Linked DNA regions of Sus scrofa: all the other regions are linked to region 2. Evidence: chromatin contacts called from public HiChIP or PLAC-seq data. All regions are on one chromosome and are shown on one strand. The core of a region is the stretch at or near the end of the contact, and the rest is flanking DNA. Distances in the headings are between cores, read along the strand shown.

Region 1 (2,896 bases), core at 331-2,830, 320 kb after region 2:
TTTGCTCAGATAATGTAATGTTCAGACCCTCAGGCCCTCAGCCTGTCCCTTGAGGGTTGAGCTAGGACGCTGAGGCTTCCCCAGTGGTTCCCAAGCGTACTTTAAGACCTGGAGGACCCCACCGTCTCTTCTGGGAAGGGCTATGTGTTTCCTGGACTACTACTCCAGTCCCCAAGGGTCCTTCCAGTGGCTCCTGGGTGGGTAGAGGGTGTTCTCTTGGAATCAAGCCTGGTCTTTTTCTAGCTCTTCCCAAATCCACTGCTGTCGTACCCCAACTTCAAAGCTAGATAAGTCACTGTTTGGAAGTTGAGAGAAGTGGGGTTCAGAGTCCAACAAGAAAGGGGACCCTATCACTTCAGTTGGGATCCCTGCTCAGGGATGACCTCTGTTTATGTCTTGATTTGGGGTCATTTCTCTGGTGCTCAACACCCTAGCTTCAGACAGAAGCAGGGTCCTAAGTCCTAATGGACCTCCACCCTCGAGTTTGGGGACCCTCTGTACTGGCCTGTCTTCAAGAGATACGGTATGGAAGCTGAGAAATACGGGAGACCCTTTGTAAAAGGACACTGAGCCAGGAGTGAGAGTCAGGGTACCGAGAAGCTGCCATGGTCCGGGTCCTGCCCCTAGTTTAACCTGGGCACAATCATTGGGGCTCCGCTTCTTTATCTGCTAAGACCAAGGGTTCTCTTCCAGCCAGAGTGACCGGGCCTGGGCAGGTCCAGCCAGCACCCTCAGCCCCGCACCCCCACCCTCGTACCTGCAGCACGTTGGGGTGCCGCAGCCGCTCCAGCAGCACCATCTCCTTGAGAAGCTTGTGGGCCGCCAGCCGATAGCAGCCCCTTCGCGCCCCGAACTCGCGCACGCAGCTGCCCAGATCGTGGCCGCTGAAGTCCACCGCCTTGAGCGCCACCGCGGCGCCGCCGGGCAGGCGGACCCGGTACACGGCCTTGGTGTAGCCGGAGCCCACGTACTGTGCGCCGGACACGTTGCGGAGCGCGGCGCAGCCCAGTCGCGGGCCCGGGCCGGGGGAACCCGGAACGGGAGCTGGGGGCCAGCCCGGGGCGCCGTCGGGCAGGGGCCGGGCCCGCGGGGGCCGGGGACGCTGCAGGCCCGGGCCGCCCGGAGCCAGGTCCATCAGGCGCCGCCGCTCTGGCCGGCCGGCCCCGGGCCCCGGGCCCCCGCGGGAATAGCGCTGCACCTCCTCGTAGCGCGCTCGGATCTGCCGGGCCAGCTCTCCGCGGCCCCCGCGACGGCCCGGGCCCGGGGCTGGCGAGGGCCCGGGGGACTGGCCTGGCCGCGGAGGCTCCGAGCCCGGTGCGAAGAGCACGTTGAGGACCGAGCCCAGCAGGAAGGAGGCGCAGAAACCCGCGGCCACCGCCGCCCGCCGGCGCCGCATCGCTCCCCTCCCCCCTGGCCGGCCGGCCCCGCGCGGCTCCCCGGCCCCGGCCCCGGCCCGGGGCGGCTCAGGCTCCGAGGCGGCTCCGTTCAGCGCCCCGCCGGCTCCCTGCGCAGCCTGCGCGCATGGCCCCGGCTGCCCCGACCCCGGCCCCGGCCCCTCGCGGGCGGCACATCGGCCTGACACTTGCCTCCCTCCCGCCCTGCCCCCGCCGCTTATAAGGCCCGGAGCCGCCCCCGCCCCCGCCCCCCCTCCGCCTCCGCCTCCCAGCTCCCGGCCCGAGCCCGTCCTCGGCGCCGCCCCCTCCGGCCGCCCGGCCCGGCCTTCCCCGCTGACTGACAGCGGGACCTCCTCCCGCGGCCGTCCCGGCCTGGGAAGCGGCGCGGAGGCGGCTCCCGCCCTGCCCAGCCCGCGGCCCCCGAGCTCCGGCCGGGGAGAAAGGGAGGGGGCGGCGGCGGCCCCGGGACGTGCGGGGGCTCGGGTGGATAACGGGGCTGGGGTGGCCGAATAACGGGACCGGGAAGCGGCTAACGGAGCCGGCTGGGCAGGGTGGGGGAGAAGACGAAGGGGCGAGGCCGGCGGGTAACGGATTCCGGTGGGGACAAGCCGCTGGGTCCGGGTGCTGGAGATCCGCGTGATCCCAATGCGCCCTCTCGGCGACCCAGGGCCTTGGGGCGGACGGCGCAGGGGTGGAGCTGCGGGTGGCAGCTCCTCGCCCAGTCTTGGATTCTGGCGCGGAGGAAGGGGAAGGCTGGAGCTGAGGGGCTGGCACCTGCGAGCGCGCGTGGGACAGGAACTCCGGGATCAGAGGAAAAATCATGAAGTTTTCGGAGATGGCCTCTTTAACCTCCTCTACCAGTTTTTTGTTTTGTTTTCTGATTTCTGATTTTCCTTGTCCCTGAAGCCCCAAATCGAATCCCTCCTCTGGGACCCTGCAGTTAGACGGGGTCAGCAGCGGATCACGAACCATATGCGTGCTAGTAGTTTGGGCAAAGAGTGCATTTGTGCCCACGGACATGCGTGGTTCAGATTGTCTGCGGAGTGTGTGCATTAGTGTGTCTGAAAGGGCCCCTGTGTTCGAGGAAGGGAGTGTGTATCGTGAGTGTAAGTAGGTGCTGACTCTACCAGAACTTCTGGTCCCTCCTCCTCCCTCCCTGATTGCATCATTAGTGCTAATTGAGGAGCTTTCACACGCCAGTGCATTAGTTGTTTGGAGTGAGCTCCCCCCTCCTGGGAGAGATAAGCCGCTGCCCCTCCCCCTCCCAGCCCTCCACTTCACTTCCCCACCGCCTTAGAACTGTCCACCTACCCACCTTCCTTCCCTCCCCTCAGTGTCAGAGATTGTTTGGAGAGGAGTCAGGGAAGAGGTGGAGAACCAAAAAAAAAAAAAAAAAAAAAAAAATCTTTTTTCCAGGAAGCTGAAGAGGTCAGGCCTTACAACAGAATGCAGAGTCTCTGTGATGAAGAGGAAACAGGAAGCTTGTCCAGTTCTTTTGGACC
Region 2 (2,737 bases), core at 6-2,505:
TATCTACTTATCTATTATGTAGTGCTTAATTAAGAGTGCAGACCCTTGAGCCTGATGACTGCCTCTGCCACTAATATCTGACCTTTTCAAGTTACTTAGCTTTTCTGGGCCTCATTTTCCTGTACAGTAAGATGGAGATAACAGCACCTATCTCATATGATGGTTATAAAGATTGAATGTTTATTTGTGGAAAATGCTATATACAGATTAGTATCACCCATCGGTTTGCCACATGCTTTCATAAATGCACTATGCATGCACCTGTAATATGCTTGTGAAGACCTCTGGTTAGATGATAAATTCAAGAAAAGCTTTGCTCCATTCCTGGAGGGAGGAAACTAGTATACATACACCTTTTACACAGTGCCTTGTACAGACTGGAGGGTCTAAAAACAGTTTTAAATAAAACTTAAGTGGATATTACCAAAACTGAAACTGGTAGTCCTGATCTTTCAGGCTCAAGGTTCAGGTTTTTCCAGCTAATCCACCTTCCCTACACTCCCCACCTCATTTATCTGGAAGGGCAGAAGCCAGGAAAAGGATGATTTTTATGATTCCCAAAAAACTTAGATAAGACTAAAAATCAGTTTTGAGAACTGTGCAAAATTTATGTCCCTGTGCCTCAGGTTCATAGGTCACGATGTATTTCCTCTACACAAAGCCTAGGAGGCTATCTTTATATATTATTGGGGTGAAACCCCTAACAGCCCTTAGAACTAAACAGCTTGCAGCAAGTGTTTCCAAATTTTATTTTTATTTTATTTGCTCCCCCCATTCCTAGATTGCCAGAGAGGCCTAGCCAACCCGCTTCAAGAGGCGACCTAGGAAGGGGAACAGTTAAGTTGGTAAAGGAGGAGAAACCCTCAAACTGAGCACAGGCTCCCTCCCCGCAGGAAGTAAGAGTATTCACCCAACCTAGCCCAGCTCTAGGCCCCGCCCACCAAGGGCCCGCCCACCAAGGCCCCGCCCCGAGGCCGCTCCCTCGACTGCAGCAAGCCCCTAAGCCTACGGCTTGATCCGTGGGGCGCTTGCGCAATTCTTAAGGCGTCTTGGTACTGCCTGAATCTGAACGTGGGTGCGGAAGAGGAACTTTCATATTTCCTATACACCGCGCAACGGCTTCTTTCCGCGCTCTTCTAGAGTCGCTTTTGCCTTCTCTGTCCCTGAGAACCTGGCTTCTCGTTCCCTTAAGTGGCTTAAGAGGGCATGTTTTAAATTAGGCGATCTCTGGGCACCCCGGCTCTTGGCGCAGGGTCCTTTAGTCGAGCCTTGGGGCGACAGCGGGGAAGGCGGGGTCCTTTTCTAGGGCGGTCGCGCAGGCAGCGGCTGCGGGAAGTCGGACACTGGGCATCATGTATTACAAGTTTAGTGGCTTTACGCAGAAGTTGACGGGAGCATGGGCTTCCGACGCGTATAGCCCTCAGGTACGGGTGGCGAGAAGGGGAGAAGGGACGGCCCGAGTTTCTGCTCCTGGTAGTCTTGGCTCTGGAGCCAGGCGAGGCTTCTGCCTGCTGTTCGTTTAGTTCGCCCCGCGCCTCTTCTCACCCCCTTGCCGCGGCCGTGGAGGTGCCGAGTTCCGCAGGTGCTCCCCCGGCTACGCTGGCCGGGTGTGAAGCTGGGCCTGGTACTTAGTAGGGGTCAAGGTGACCCCCGGGTTGTTGGTTGTGGATCGTGGGGTGTCTCATGGGGTCTGCGGGGCACAGAATATGACCCGTCCTAGTCCGAAGTTTGGCCCCATCCTTTTTAGGGAGGTCCAACTTCCAGTCTCCTCAGTGCCTCATTGTCATACTACTGCCACGGCCCAAAAGACAGCCTCATTCAAACACCAGATTTGAGAGCTGGGATGATGGCACCGACGGAAGCCATTGGGACGGGAGCGGTTTTATGATCAAAATTAGGATATTTAGCTAATTCAAATATTTGGGTGAGCCTGTGCAGTTACGTGCAGAGAGCTGACGTTTTCGCCTACTGTAAAATGGTTGACAGTTGCTCTTATTCGAGTGGTCTGAAAAGTATTGCAGTTTCACTCAGATTTTGCCAATTGGAGTATCAGTTTCCGGCGTGTAGGTCAGAGATGAGGGACTGTAAAGTCCCACCCTCTTAATCTGGGCTTAGATCCTGGCTTAGCTGATTTAATTTTATGACCCTGACTAAGTCATTTAATTTATTGTGAACTCAATTTCCCCTAGGTCATCTGTAGTTTAGATTAAATGAGGTGTGTTAAGTGACTAGGTCAGGTGGCTGTTACTAGATAAGGGGTGGCTATTCTCTGGAAGCTAAGTCATAGATACCATGATATTCATTCCTTATCCTCAGAGTAATGTGGGAAGAGTTGATGAGTTTTGCAGTTGGAAAACTGGGATAGTAAGGCCCCAGGTGAGGCCTAAGGAATGCTCCTGCTTCATTGTTGTTACAGCCTTTTTTTTCCCTATGGAACTCTGTAACTTGCTCAAGGGGGAGGATGATTAAGAATGATTTCAATCTGGAATCCCCGCCGTGCTGCAGTGGGTTTAAGATCCAGCGTTGACACAGCTGCAGCTCGGATTTGATCCCCGGCTCGGGAACTTCCATATGCAGCAGCTGCCCCCCCATAAAAGAAAAAGAATGATTTCAATCTAAGATTGGATTTGTTGTTAAAACTAGGATAGGGAGGAGTTCCCATCGTGGCTCAGTGGTAAGGAACCTGCTAGTATGCATGAGGACTCGGGTTCCATCCCTGGTCTTGCTCAGTGGGTTA
Region 3 (2,716 bases), core at 207-2,706, 370 kb before region 2:
TGTCGATTTGCCCCTGTATCTGAGGGTGCTGAGACACCCACCCACCCCACGCATCAGGGAGGGGCAAGATGAGATGAGAACGAGGATCGGAGGAATTTCCATTTTTTTTGGTCTTTTTAGGGCTGTCCTCCAGCATATAGAGATTCCCAGGCTAGGGGTCTAATCAGAGCTGTAGCACCAGCCTGCACCACAGCCACAGCCACAGCCACAGCAGCACCAGATCTGAACCTCGGCTGCGACCTACACCACAGCTCATGGCAATGCTGCATCCTTCACCCACAGAGGGAGGCCAAGGATGGAACTTGTGTCCTCATGGTTGTTAGTCAGATTCATTTCTGCTGAGCCATGACAGGGAACACCCCAATTTCTCAAACTCTGCCGTCTGGATTCTGGTGCCAGAGCCTGAGCTCTGCTCCTTCTCCCCTGCCTCTCCCCTACTACTTCCACACTCCACCCTGTTCACACACACACACACACACACACACACACACACACACAGTTTTCCTAGGAATTGTGAGTCAGGAAGAAAGAAGAAAGTAGGGGAAGAAGAACATAGGGGTCTGTGGTCCTTTCCCCCATTAGGGCCTTTCACCCTGGGTTGGAATCATAGCTCAGGTTTGTTTGCCCTCCCACCCTGAACTCCAGACTCCTGAGGTCCTAGTGTTCGGTTCTTCCTCTGTAAAACTCATCATAAATTGTCATGTGCTTTGAGTCTGTCCCCAAGACATGGAAGGAGATCAGTACAGTGCCGGGCACCTCGTCGGTGCTCCACCTGCCACTTGCGAGCATGGGTGTGGGGACCGCGCCCTCCAGCCCCGACCGGCCGGTCCCTGCTGTGCATCCCCCCGGGCTCCGAGCTTTGCTCCCACCGCTGCTCCTTGCGTCTTCTCCCAAACTAGTCACAGGCAGAGCAGAGCGAGCGGCACCTAACAAATCTTCGGGCTCTGACAGATCCTCGTGAGAGGACAGGGAACTAACATCAATCGGGGCCTATGGTGGCCGCTATGCAACCCTGAGATGGCTGTGTAGACGCTCCCAGTTTTCAGATGAGAAAACTGAGGCCTCAACCCAGCGACCTCCCCCTGTACTTTGGCACTTGCGTTTCCAAACCCACCTTCTCCCTCTTACAGGTTTTCTTTGGGATCTTTCTGGGGCCAGGCGGAAAGTCTGGAGACAAGGGACCAGGAAGGTTCTGAATCCTGTGTCTTACGCCTGGATCTGGCGCTCAACTCCCGCGCGGGAGGGCAGGGCGCCGGGTCCGTGCGGCAGGGAAGCAGGGCGCATGGGCCATGGGGCCTGGCAGGGGCAGACTGGGCGGGCCGGAGGGCAGAGGGCTCTAGACCGAAGTCCGAGAGAGGCCACAGCGGGTCCGGGGGCGTTGCCCCGCCCTTTAACCCCCGGGACACTAATTAACCAAGCTGCCAATAGGCGGCTGCGCGGAGCCGCGCCCCTCCAACTGCGCGGAGGACACAGCTCCAGAGCCGGGCTCCCGGGTAGCCATGGAGCGCCCGGTGAGAGTGAAGGCTTGGGTGGAGGAGAACCGGGCCTCCTTCCTGCCCCCGGTCTGCAACAAGCTCCTGTGAGTCCCATCCACGCTCCCATCCTCCTGCCCTCTGTCCTCACTTCCTCCATCTGCAACCCTCTACTCCAGCCCGGACTTCCTTGACCCAGACGCTTGCAGAAGGGGAGGATGCATCCTCGTGGTGTTCAGGGGAGGGTGAGGGCGGGCTGTTCCGGGTTTCACCGCCGTCGTCTGTTCCTCTTTCTGGTGACTGCTTGGAGATTGCGGCCTTGACGTCTGAGGATGGCTTGGTGACTGAGACCAGGAGAGATGCAGATGGCAGGTCGCAGCCCTGCGCCCCACCCTACCCCCCACCCCGCCCCGGGCTGAGAAACAGCTCTTCAACCCCCACTGACTCTCAGAAATTGGGGGGAGGGCAGGATTGATACCGCAGAATGGCTGTGGAACCCCAATCCCGCATCCCGACTCTGTCCAGGAAGCTGCAGGCCGAGGGAGACGTCGGAGATCAGCTCCCATAGGAGGGTCTTGATTTGATTCTTTTCCCAGGCTCCCTTTTCCGAGGGCGCGCACATACTCCCTCCCCGCCCCCCTAGCGCCTCTGCCCACAGCTCCCGGCAGAGCTGACCATGCTCCAGCCTCCCTCTTCCTCCAGCCCACCTCTCAGTCCCTCCCTGGTGGCCCCTTCACCCACCGGGTGGCCTGGCCTCATGGGCTCCCCAGCCCTGGGTTCACAGGCTTGTGTTTGCCGTGCCCCGCAGAACCTCCCCAACAAGGCTCCCACCACAGGGCTCCAGTCACTAACACCTTGTCAAGCCTGGGACTGCCAAGTGTTTTCACATCATCTCAAATAATTCTCACAGTCGCCCCTGAGGTGGGGTTTTAACACGTAACTTGCCCACAGCCATAGAGCTAGTGCAGGACAGGGTCCCAGGGTCCAGACCCAAGCTCATGCAGCAATTTGACTCCAAAGTCCACACTCTTGTCACTGCGCAATACCGCCATGGCTAGTGGTCAGCGTCCCCCCCCCAAACTTGGTCTCTTCTACTGTTCTTGTCGCCCCCACCCTTTCCTCCACTTCATCCTCGTCCACAGTCTCACCCTCAGCCTTCCACTCCTTCCCCCTGATTATGTCTCACATCCGACTGCTCCTCTCCAGCCCCGAGGGCCACGGCTCTGGTTCCACCCCATCCCCCG

What was found. HiChIP or PLAC-seq counts read pairs in DNA pulled down with a chosen protein or histone mark.
Region 1: an H3K27ac HiChIP or PLAC-seq map of alveolar macrophages shows a contact between it and region 2. The contact joins the promoter of PKDCC here to the promoter of LOC100516606 in region 2. A contact is called at or near these places in 2 of 47 Hi-C or Micro-C datasets (liver and skeletal muscle) and 1 of 2 datasets of contacts at active chromatin or transcription factors (alveolar macrophages).
Region 3: an H3K27ac HiChIP or PLAC-seq map of alveolar macrophages shows a contact between it and region 2. The contact joins the promoter of HAAO here to the promoter of LOC100516606 in region 2. A contact is called at or near these places in 1 of 5 promoter capture datasets (liver), 1 of 47 Hi-C or Micro-C datasets (liver) and 1 of 2 datasets of contacts at active chromatin or transcription factors (alveolar macrophages).

The regions. Positions count from the first base shown.
Region 1 is chr3:98,266,959-98,269,854 of Sscrofa11.1, forward strand. It overlaps PKDCC (extracellular tyrosine-protein kinase PKDCC), which reads right to left and starts at 1,581. Exons shown (of 7, transcript XM_021087583.1): 1 at 758-1,581. The coding sequence starts at 1,396.
Region 2 is chr3:97,949,860-97,952,596 of Sscrofa11.1, forward strand. It overlaps LOC100516606 (cytochrome c oxidase subunit 7A-related protein, mitochondrial), which reads left to right and starts at 1,256. Exons shown (of 4, transcript XM_021087580.1): 1 at 1,256-1,424. The coding sequence starts at 1,353.
Region 3 is chr3:97,579,397-97,582,112 of Sscrofa11.1, forward strand. It overlaps HAAO (3-hydroxyanthranilate 3,4-dioxygenase), which reads left to right and starts at 1,457. Exons shown (of 10, transcript NM_001244941.1): 1 at 1,457-1,579. The coding sequence starts at 1,500.